2 separate regions of the Danio rerio genome follow, and region 2 is linked to region 1. The links are chromatin contacts, called in public Micro-C maps. All regions are on one chromosome and are shown on one strand. Each heading gives the region's core, a stretch centred on a gene start, on an enhancer-like site or on the middle of the called end of the contact. The rest is flanking DNA. Distances are from core to core; before and after follow the strand shown. Region 1 holds the start of txndc9 (thioredoxin domain containing 9). Region 2 holds the start of uchl3 (ubiquitin carboxyl-terminal esterase L3 (ubiquitin thiolesterase)).

Region 1 (5,881 bases), core at 1,932-4,431:
GGACAAGCCTGCTTTACAGCATCGGTGCTGTAAAAGGAACCTTACAAAGCTGAAAATCGTCAAGTAAAGCTTTCACCAGAAGTTAGCCCATTGCCATAGTCCATTTTACTCACATTTTTTAAATTAAATGAATTCCACATTTCCCAAACATCATTAATTGTTTTTCAGGCTCATGCAGCAGTCCTCAGAGTCAGTGTGGAGCATGGCCTTTGACTTTGTCCTGGACAATGTGCAGGTGGTGGTACAGCAAACCTACGGCAGCACTTTGAAGATCACATAGGAAGACCGTCTTAACCTCAGTCACTGTGACATCAGCTCAGTCCTGCCACCTCGTCATGACAACAACTGACTCTGCCAATCATTGTAGCATCACGGTACAAGATCAAGCCAATGATGAGGAACAGATTAGCATATACCAGCTTCACCCAGAAGCAGCTGAACACTGAACTTTTCTTTTATCATGATGTCAGATCTCTAGACTGATGTCTAGAAGTACTTTGGTGACGCTCTTCAATCAGGTTGTATTCGTTAACATTAGTTAATGCGTTGAGTATCATGACCATAAGATGAATCACTTTTGACAGCATTTGGTAATCTTGGTTACTGCTAATTCACTAATTTACTACTGTTAGTTCCTCTTAATTTATAATGTATCACAATAACAATAACACAGTCATGCATTTGTAACATTTGAGGACGTAAATGTAGAAGTTAACATTTTACAGCACTTACTAACCTCGATTAAAGCGCTGTTGAGTTTTAGTTCATGTTTACTAGTGTGTTAACTAATATTAACATGTACAGCCTGGTTGTAAAATGGTGTCAACTTTTCTGAATGTTTTAATGCACTGACTGTCCAAAACCAAGCGAAGCAAGCCTCTTTGCTTTCTGTTTGCTGTTTGGATTTTTTTTCCTTGTTCTTTAATGTCTTTATTGTCCAAATTTCCTTCTCTTGTACTCAAGAACCGGTGTTTACCCTGAAAGTCTGACCTCAGAAATATTTAACAGACTTTGTAGCAAAGCAGAACGTTGTTGGCATGTTATTTGCCTTTTATGGGTCAGACTGAAAGTTGAAATAAGGAACGGAGATGCTGTTGTCTTCTATCAAAGTCTTTTGGCATGTGGATACTAACATTTTATGTAAAGCTAACGTTTATGTTTTCCTAGATTTTATATATAAATATATATATATATATAACTCACTCTTATTGATTGTTTGCTTTTATATGTTTGTTTGTATGTGTGAAAGAGCTACGAGAGATGCATATTTATGAGGAAAAAGATTTAAATATTGGCCAGGTTAATTTGATTAAATTGACTTCTTGCTTTTAAGTGTTCTATTATGAATATGTGGAAATGGTGCTAAGTAATTCTCAATCTGATGGATCCTTCACTACAGTAGTCCTCTGCTGGTTCCTCTCAGCCCCTGTTCGCTGTTGCTTTGACTTCATGCGTGAACAGAATGTAACTTTTTCAGTGTTTTACATTTGTACTGGTTCGGTTTTAAGAAGCTGCTCATGACAAGGTCATCTGGCATTATTATGACATTACTGAGAGGACGGCCTGAGAATCCATGTTCGGTCAAAAAATCTGTGGTGACAGAATGACACGTGCCTGAAGACCTGAAGCTGTGACATCATTTGTATGTTTTCTAAATTTTCAAATAAATTTGGATAAGTGATACTTTCTTGTGTTTTAGTGTTTGCATTGTGTTCATTTATAATATGTGTATGAGGCTATCATTGATTCACAAATGAGGCCAATAAAGGTAAAACAAAAAAATAAGGTCAAGAATCTTGATGTTATTCTAGGGTCAGTCAGTCAGATGTGAGTTTCAGTAGTCATGTCAAAGCAGTAAGTAAATCGGCATACTTTAATCTCAAAAACGTTGCAAGAATTAGATACTTTGCTAATCTTTTTACTTGATCATGTTTTTATCAGCAGCAGGATGGATTATTGTAATGGACTCCTCACTGGCCTTCCCAAAAAGACAGTCAAGACAGTTACAGCTCATCCTGAACGCTGCTGCCAGGATTCTGACCAGAACCAGGAAATCAGAGCACATCACACCTGTCGTCATGTCCTTACACTGGCTCCCAGTTACATTCAGAATAGATTTTAAAGTATTATTACTTGTCTATAAATCACTAAATGACCTCAATACATTACAGATATGCTCACTGAATAGACACCTAACAGATCACTCAGATCTTTAGAATCATATAAACAAGAAATGACAAGAGTTCAGTCAAAGCAGAGTGAATCCACCTTCAGCTATTATGCTCCCTGCTGCTGGAATCAGCTTCCAGAAATGATCAGATGTGCTCCAACATTAGGCACATTCAAATCAAGACTGAAAACACATCTGTTTAGCTGTGCCTTTACTGAATGAGCACTGTGCTACGTCCGACAGATCACACTATAATGTCTTTCTTTTCTTTTTCATTCTTTTATAACCTGTTTTAACACTTTCATTATTTGTTTATATTGTATAAAAATATAATTTAAATATAAATTATTTAAATATTAAAATTATGTTTATGTAAATATAACTTAAATTTTCATCTTTATTTTTAAATATAATTTATATTATTTACTTGTCTCTTTTATTCCTGTTTATTTAAAGCTCTTCGAATTTCCACTGTATATGAAACGTGCTATATAAATAAACTTGCATTGCCTTAAAATGGAAAGAAACATGAAATAAGATGCTTGGAGAATGAAAAGTCTAAAGAATGCTATTGTATCTGATTAAGTCTGGGCAAGTATAGTTGTCTTTATTAAAAATAAGTGGAATAATAAAAAAATGACTGATACAGAACCATCAAAACATAAACTGCGTGTGTGAAAATCAAGCTTTTCTGGATTTATGAAGGTCCATTCACGGAGCTCAAATAAAATATATTGTAGTGTAAAACTATTATTTATTTATTTATTTTTTTTTAAAAGGTGATTTCTTAATTGCATTAACAGGATGTTGTATAAAATAAACATATTGGTCTGAAAACATGGCACCTTTTGTTAATTAATATAATGATTAAAATAAGTGACGTGCATTTTTTAAAACTAGTATAAGCAATGTTATCGTGAAACGTTCATATTTAACAATGATTTTATGACAGATGAGTTAAATAATAAATTTTGTACATTCTGAAATACGTCACAAAGCGCTACGTGTGAGTGACGTAATCAGTCGACGCCTTTGCGTGAAGCCCTGCGTCAGTGTGCCGCCTTTCAGAAATTATACAGCGTTGGTAAGTGCCGTTTCCATTGAACATCTAAAGAAATGTTAACAGATTTAAAATTGTACGTAGAATAAACTGAGTATAGTTTGTTATTGTTGCACTGCGGAGTGTGTGTCGTTTTTCTGATTAACCGCTGATGATAGTGTTGGGACCAAATGAGCCGTTACCACGGTGTTTGTTTGCGAGGACTAGCACTAACCTTGCACAAATTGATAACTCTAGCATAGCACGTATAGACAAAGTCAAACATCATTTCCTAAACTCGACAGTATGAAATATCTGAAATTTATAAAAACGTAATGTCAATTCTAACCATCACATGTCTGACGCAGACGTTTAAGCTAAGTTAGCATGTTTGCTGTATGGCCGACTACCAGCATCTCTATTGTTGTGATAACAGAAAGCACATGAAGTCCAAGAATCCTTTGAATATGCCATGCCACACCTTTTACACACAAGCATTGTTCACTGATTTGTCGTATGCAGTTAAACCATAGCAGTTGCAACTAAGTAGAATTCCCCCCCTCAGAAACCTTAGTAACGTTAATGTCATGTTGTCGTGAGGCCTGTCAGGTGAGTGACAGTTCTTTTGGTCAAGACATTGCGGGCTAAACACGGTTGTTGTTTTTTTTTTTATGTACGTAGCTATTTTCATATATTGTGCTTTTTGGTCTTTCATAAAGTGTTTTAGCTAATGCAAATAAATCTTACAAAATGTATGTTCCCTTTATTCTGCTTAAAGGGATAACGTCAGTTCACCAAAGAATAAAAATTCTTTTGTAATTTATTTATCCTTTACTTGTAAATTACAGTATATTTTAAATGCCATTTTCTTAAAATTAGATTTTTTCTCCTGCACTTAACAATAAATCTCTACATCAGTAGCAAACACAGACCAATTTTTTAGTTTTATTCATGTCTATATTCTAAAGGCTTTTACAGAGGCTTGTACATGTGTAATTAACCCGATGATATACAATTCATTGATTCATTTTATTTTGTGAATTATTGTATGGTTGATTAAAAAAGAATCCCAAAATCTTCTCTGTAAAATCTACGAACTAGTCTATATTTAATTAAATTTCTAATTGGCATATTTAAACATGACATTTTAGAAGAATTCTTAATGCATTTGATCAACTGGCAAAATAATGGTTAATTTTTGCCCTATTCATCTGCAGGCTCTTGCCTTGAGAGTGTAAAACTGGTACTGGTTTAGTGTAGAAAAGCATTTATGTTTTAATATCTTCTTTTTCACTGTATACTATTTTGAAGTGAAGTGTCATGTCTTGTCAAACACTGCCATATCTGTAGCAGGCAGTGTGAGAGAAATGGCCAGTCAGTCGATGGATATTGTAGCGAAGGCTCTGGAGCAGCAGGTGCTTCAGTCAGCACGGATGGTGGAGGAGCAGCTGGATGCTGAGCTGGAGAAGCTGGAGCGCATGGATGAAGACGAGCTGGAGCTGCTGAAGGAGAGAAGACTCGAGGCCCTTAAGAAAGCTCAGAAACAGAAGCAGGTGACTTATGTGTGGTTTTGAATACATCTTTTAATGTTGCATCTAACAGTTATTCTGATAATCGATTCATTTGGTGAGTGTTTTCTTAGTTGAGCTGATGAAAATCCCTGTGTTATTAAAATGTACACACTGTAATGAAGTATAAAATGTAAACCTTTTATACAAATTTTCCTAATGTCCAAAAATGGTTAAATACACCCATTCTTAGGCTAAAGCCAGATGAGTGTATTAAGAGTTGTAAGTGTAAGAGTGACCTATATTAAGTGACATGTATATGTGTGATTAAACATTGTGAACTCTGTTTTATGCGTTTGTTCTTAGGAGTGGATCTCTAAAGGGCATGGTGAATACAGAGAGATCCCAAGTGAGAAAGACTTCTTTCCAGAGGTGAAAGAAAGCAAAAGTGTGGTCTGTCATTTCTACAGAGACTCCACCTTCAGGTATGTCAGGACACATTTGTTTTGCTTGACTGTCATATTATAAATCTGTAATTTTTTATGTTATTTTCCAAAGATGCAAGATTTTGGACAAGCACCTAGCTATTTTGGCTAAGAAGCATCTGGAAACGAAGTTCATCAAGCTGAATGTGGAGAAGGCTCCTTTCCTTACAGAGAGGCTGAGGATTAAAGTCATTCCAACATTGGCACTGGTGAAGGACGGCAAGACCAAAGATTATATTGTGGGTTTCAGCGATCTGGGCAACACCGATGAGTTTCCTACCGAAATGCTGGAGTGGAGACTGGGCTGTTCTGACATCATAAACTACAGGTCAGCGTAATATTGTAATATTGCAGATTAATGTTTAGAATATTTAACTTTTTCGTAATCTTTAATGAGCTTTTTCACACTTTTATAAATCATCACACACATCACACAAGTCATCACACAAGTTTCTATTAAATGCATCAGGGCATTGCATCTAGAATAGGTTTATTCCTGTACAATCTTCAGGTTTCCTCATAAATGAAAAATGGATGAAGGCATTTATATACACTGGCAATATTCCTTAGAGATTTTGGTCCATATTGACATGATAGCATCACACAGTTGCTCCAGATTTGTCGTCTGCACATCCATGATGAAAATCTCCTGTTCCACCACATCCCAAATGTGCTCTAT
Region 2 (6,199 bases), core at 1,000-3,499, 160 kb after region 1:
AGGTTTCATACTACATTAAGGAAAAAAATATTTAATTTTAATTTCAAATCATCCAAGAAATTGCATTACAAGACTTTCATTCACGTAAATAAGGCAAGCATTTAGGCTGGTGCAAGAAATTAATGTTATGCTTTTTCTGACATTTTCATAAAGAGCATTTGAAATAATTGAGGCTTACGTGCATTGAATATGCTTTCTCTGTATATATTTCTTTGTAAATTGAGGAAACCAAAGTTTAAAGTTATCGGCTGCTGCTTTCGGATATTATACCAAAGTTGGCAACCCAGGAATGTTACAGATGGTAACAAAAAAGAAAAAATAATATATAACAAAAATAATAAATAACAAAACAAAAGGATAGCGGGAGATAGTGTGAAATACAGGAGACTCCCAGGAAAAAAAAGGAATGTTGGCAGGTTAGACAATCCCATTATTTTAATGTCAGACAAGTTAAAGTGATAGTTCACTTAAAAATTTAAATTCTTTAATTTTCTCACCCTTCACTTCATCTAAACCAGTTTACGATTCTTTCTTCTGCTGAACATAAAAAATTATTATTTTTTTTTTAAGAAAAGCAGCCATTGACTTCCATGGACTTTTTTCCTACTATGGATGTCAATGGGTACTGGCCATCTTTATTTGTGTTCAGCAGAAGAAAGAAACCTAAAGGTTTAAATCTTTTTAAAAAGGAGTAAATTTTCGTTTTTGGGTCATCAGCAGGCATGGGACGATAACAGTTTTCAAGGTATACTGCAGTTTGGAAAAGTCAAGGTTTCTACGTTCCTAAGGTACGTGTAAAATTTATTTACTTTTTTTTTGAGTAACAGTATCTCCAGTAGAAAAGATATTCAAAGATGCGTTTTAAATTGTAAAACAATCTGCGGTTTTGAACCACAGCAGGAGTTAATTTTGTGTTTTAATTATTTAGCCTGACATGTTTACTGTCTCAAAATATTTTAGGTGTTTCGCAAAATAAAATATATTGTGTTTGAAGGGTAAAAATTAGAGTTTTTTACTCAGACATTTAAAAAGGATATATGTTAGAGCAGTAATGACAATACAGTGAAACCGTGATATTTTTATTCAACGTCATCAAACCATCAGAATAGTATACCGGCCCATGCCTTGTGATCAGTATATGGTAGAATAACACTGATTTGCAGACACAACAATTTTTTTTCTCTTCAATCGTCATTTTAAAACAACATTTTAAAATTTGAAATCTAATAGAAACATTACCAGACCTTTATAAAATCTATGAAATCTGAGACATTTCTAGTGGTCTCTTAATGTATTATAATTTGCAAAATATAAATGTACAAAATTGGCTAATGCTACCATCAACCAGATTCAGCTGCTCCTCCATAATCTACAAAGAAGCATCTATAAATACAGAGCTTGTTTGCTGACATGAAGTCTATAGGGGTGTAAAGTGCAATTGTACCTTCTCTGTTATAGGGAAGAGCAAAAGTACAGCGCACACAGGCCTTGGCACCAAACTGAGAACTTCAAGCTCCAAGCCGTACACATCTCCAAACTGCCAGGTGGGTACCAAGCCAAGCTGCCGTAAAAACTTAACAAAAGTATAACACAACAAATACATATTAAACACAAGTCCTAACTCATAAGAGTAGTAATAGAGGCCGTTTACAGAGACAAGGGCCTGCTCAATCAAGAACCTTTTCCATTTAAACAGATTTATCATACATTAAAGTGGAATATAAATAATATTTTACAATAGTTAAAAAAACAATAACGCTACAAACAACATATTAAGCTCAGTAGTAGTGTTGATAAGCATAATAAATCAAAGTGGATGCCATTAGCTTTATCATAGCGTGCTTTAATAAACCTGATTCATTCATTTGGCACAAGTTTTGAATCCTAGACACACCCAGAGAGTCGAGACATCTACTCACTTGGTTCATAACCTGTAAAGCAGACACAGAACACAAAACAGTGTCATATAAAATAGGATGTCAAACACATGAGGTGCAGCTTACCGTTTCTGCTATAAGCTGCCAATGAAAAAACGAACGGATGAACGAAAAAAAACTGAATTCACGGCGAAAGACCGTGAGATTGAGGAGTAACTCTTACCTCTGGGTTTGCTTCCAGTGGTAACCAGCGCTGGCCCTCCATCTCAGATTAAGCTCTGCCTAAAATCCTAAATAAAAAGATGATTTTGCTACCTCGAGCAATGGTGTGCAGAGGCTTTGACAGCTGAGGAGGAAGCTCAATGGAATATGTGCGCGCGGGGCTGTGAACTCAGCCACTGACATAAAGACCGGCTAAAAACTTCAAAATAAAAGTCGTCGTTTAATAGTTTACAAGGTGATATTCTGATCATATTTTATTTCAAAGAACATTTTACTAATTCCAAACGGCATCATTCCTTAAAACGTACCATTACTATTTTAGTATATAATACATGTATAATGTGTTAATATAAAATTTAGATCAAAATATAGATTACACAACGGCAAGTTTCTTATAAACACCGTAATTGTGATTTGTAAAATATCAATAATATTACCTCTTTGAGTTATTTTGAGTTATGTAGTTATTTTATCATTGCGAAATATATATATATATATATATATATATATATATATATATATATATATATATATATATATATATATATATATATATATATAACGTTGCATCCAAGCTGCATATAATAAAAAATATAGTACACAGTAATAACAGCAGCATAAAAAACCTTAAATCAAACCATTGCAAATTAAAATACATTCAGGGGGTAAATCCATATAACTGACAAAAGTTTAGAGAACTTTGAGGCACTTTTGGTTTTTGCCTGTTTTATGACTTTAAATAAATTTTTTAAATATTTTTTAAATTCTATGAAAAGGAGAGAAGCTTGAACAAATCTAAATTGGTGTGTATAAAACTTTGCTACAATATTTGTTGGCGATTTAACGTTCTCTGTGCTCTTACTGTCTCGTGTGCGTTACTGACTTAGTCCGGTGGGTGGCGATACTCAACTGTTCATTTCTGTCCACTACTTTGTTAATCACAAGAGAAGAAAATTTTTGAAGTGTTCGCGGCATTGTTTGGTTTTAAATATGTACAAACTGATTTAATGTTACGCTCAGTAATGTTAGTTGCTGTCAGGATAGACGCGTTGTAACATGTATAAAGACAAATATAATCAAAAATCAGGTTTGTAAATATTCTTATTAACGGCGAGTAGTCCAAATTAAGATTATTAATGATAACGGCAGTTTCTTTTTTACAGCTCTAAGCGATAAAACGCTGACAATGGGATCTAAAGAGAAGGAAAACACAAGAATGGGCAAACAAACGGCATCTGTGTACGCTGCCAAGATAAAGACGAAAATACACAGTAAGAAATTACTTAACGTTGAACAGATCAAACGGTCGTTCATGGTCTTATTTTAACGAGCTGATTCGTGACAGTAACTTGACTTTCATTGTCTGTCAGATACCTCGTCATTCTTCAAGCTCTCTTTGAAAAGCAATAACAAAGCTCTGGCCTTGGCTCTGGTTGCTCAGAAGCAGAGGAGCAGAGAACTGGAGGCAGAGGTGGTGAGGCTGAGGAAAGATGCACAGGCAACTCATTTTGATCTTGCTTTTCAGCGTCATAAAAACAAACAACTGGTGAGTCTGTTAGAGAGTGAAGTCCTGGTCTGTTATATGCCATTTATTCTTGCTACAGTTTAACTTGTACCTCATGCTTAATCTATCCTGACACCTCTATCAAAACATAAGACAGAAATTTCATAGCAGTTAATAAAGATCCATCTAATTTACTTAAAAAAACTTATTTATTAAAATGTATGCATTTCCAGTTTGCTGTTATAAAAGAGTTTTATGACTCCTCCCTGAACTCGATGTCAAAGGCCGTTGACATTTTTTGTAATGATGAGGTAAGTAGTTGATATATTTTTCAAATAGTTTACCTTTGTGAGACTTGTTGTTCTAATAGTATTGTCCATATTACCAGTACTTTTTCAGCCAAGCTTTGTAAGTTGTTCGCAATAGCTAACTGTTAAATAGTCACATTGTTATAAACAACTAATTTGGTTATTAATGATGTGAATAATGTTCTTTTTTGTAAAGGTTCCAGACAGTGTTGACACTGAAGACAACACCAGTGAGGGTATGAGAAAATACTGTTGGCTATTTATCGTGTATAAGGTTCCTTAACCCTTTAACTGCCCCACCAAGAAAAAAACATTTTGCATTTCTCATCTCCTAATGTCATTAGTTAACACACTCAATGCATTTTTTTTCAACACATCCCATAATTTATAAAATATCTACCTCTACCAATTTTATGGTAAAAGTACCAGAATTATACATAATATGAAATATATAAAGTGTAACCAATTTATTTAATAATATATTCAATATAAAAAATGAATACTAAATCATCTTTATTTTTTGAAGTATGCCATAAAATTTTTCAGATTATCATTTAACATGATTTCTTTTTCTTTTCTTTTCTTTTTTTTTTTTACAATAAAACTATAATCAAGTGTAGTGGTGCAAAGGGATTATGTTTGTTAGATTTTTTTGTAAACCAACAATGCTGTGTGTTACATTAGTTAAAACAGTCATTCTTTAAATAAATGTAACAGTGATTATTTAAAACAGTCAAAATTTGGTCATCCGTTTGGGAGAGCAAACAGTTAAAGTGTGATAGATAATTGACGCTTACTGACATATGCTGACCAAGGGCAGCAGAGACCTCATCAGGTTTTGTCAGATTAATGTTGGCTTTGGTTAGTGCCTGCTTTTGCCAGCTAAACATGCACACGTTGTTTTGCTGTGTTTTGCAATGTCTGAGAAATTACACATTGTAATCCTGTGTTGGTCAGTGTGTGGTGGTGCCGTGTGAATTGGCCTTTTTTTAAGTGTGGGTGATTGATATTATATCATCCTAATTTATGTAAACCAATGTTATGCACCTTTTAGATTACAGATAACACATTAAAAGTTTATGTGATTTTAATAATCTTGGTTTGCTTTTTGTCTGTTTTTTTTTTTAGGTCAGAATTTTGAAATGGAGAAAGAGGTTGAACGAGAGCCAAATAGACTAACATTGTGTCCACAACATCATAATAATGTTGAGTCTGAATCAGTGAATACTGCTATGGTCAAAGGAGCTACAGATAGTGATGCTCCCAACCAAAAGGAAGACAATTTAGCACTTCAAAACACCATAAATGACTCTAGAATGGATATTACCATGAGTGACAATCCTTCTGAAATTCTGACAGTGGAAACAAACGCAGGAACCTCTAGAGTTACAGATGAACATCAGATAAAGGAGAATGTGTGTCTGTCTGAAAAAGGTAGTGATGGTGTATCTGGAGTGGAAGACTCGCTAATTCAATTTTCATCAGATTATTCAATAGCTGTGCCAAAAGATATGACCACTGTGACACAGCAGTGCTCTACCACTGTTCAGAATGGCCAGGAAACAGAATTACTATCCGCTCGCAGGAAAACTCATATCACCTCTCGTTCTAAAAGGCGCACCTGTAAACCGAAAGAACCTAACCAAGATCTAAGAAAAACATATACAGTCTCCAAAGATCCTCCTAGTAATATTTTAAACGATTGTGGTAATGATCTTGAGCTTGAGAATTCTGAACCTTCGAGTAAAACGGTAAAAAACAAAGAAAAAGAGACTAATGACACCCATGAACCAAGAAGAACATTTGTAGTTCACGATGGGTTAAAATCTGAGAAGAGCAGGAGGACCAAAGTCTCAAAACCTATGATGGATCTCAGTTCATTGTTTGTGGATGAAAATGTGGAGTCTGCCATTAGTGTATGCTCAGAAGATCCAGGTACTGATAAGCATCTCAGTGAAGTCAAAACACACACAAATAAAACTCCAGCGCACCTGCTTTCTCAGTTTGAAAAGAACAATACACAGAAAAAGAGAGGAACTTATGTGATACAAACAAGTCACTCAATCAACAGGAGTTCAGCATTGACAGATTGCAATATATTTGATGATTCTAACAAAGCAAAAGGTTTACTGGAAGTAGTAGAAACCCAAACATCACCTCTAAATATTGGTTTAGATGTCACCGCACAACATTACAAGAAGCCAGAGCCTGTTTCTCATGACGGATCAAAGAAAAAAGCTTACAACAGGGAACATTTACAGGATTTGCAAATCGGTCTTGTAGAGGAA

The links. Hi-C and Micro-C count contacts between places; a contact is called where the count stands out from the background.
Region 2: a Micro-C map of caudal fin shows a contact between it and region 1, with 6 times the contacts expected there. The contact joins the promoter of uchl3 here to the promoter of txndc9 in region 1. A contact is called at or near these places in 3 of 18 Hi-C or Micro-C datasets (caudal fin, hematopoietic stem cells and an unstated tissue) and 1 of 4 datasets of contacts at active chromatin or transcription factors (caudal fin).

The regions. Positions count from the first base shown.
Region 1 is chr9:23,431,959-23,437,839 of GRCz12tu, forward strand. txndc9 (thioredoxin domain containing 9) reads left to right here and starts at 3,182. Exons shown (of 5, transcript NM_200021.2): 1 at 3,182-3,254; 2 at 4,560-4,762; 3 at 5,084-5,202; 4 at 5,276-5,530. The coding sequence starts at 4,577. It overlaps rev1 (REV1 DNA directed polymerase), which reads left to right. Exons shown (of 21, transcript NM_001123300.1): 21 at 169-280. The coding sequence ends at 280.
Region 2 is chr9:23,590,810-23,597,008 of GRCz12tu, forward strand. It overlaps uchl3 (ubiquitin carboxyl-terminal esterase L3 (ubiquitin thiolesterase)), which reads right to left and starts at 2,250. Exons shown (of 9, transcript NM_001024405.1): 1 at 2,101-2,250; 2 at 1,920-1,931; 3 at 1,445-1,573; 4 at 1-10. The coding sequence starts at 2,142. It overlaps sgo2 (shugoshin 2), which reads left to right and starts at 3,042. Exons shown (of 8, transcript NM_001123299.1): 1 at 3,042-3,186; 2 at 3,263-3,370; 3 at 3,470-3,645; 4 at 3,837-3,914; 5 at 4,108-4,147; 6 at 5,040-6,199. The coding sequence starts at 3,156.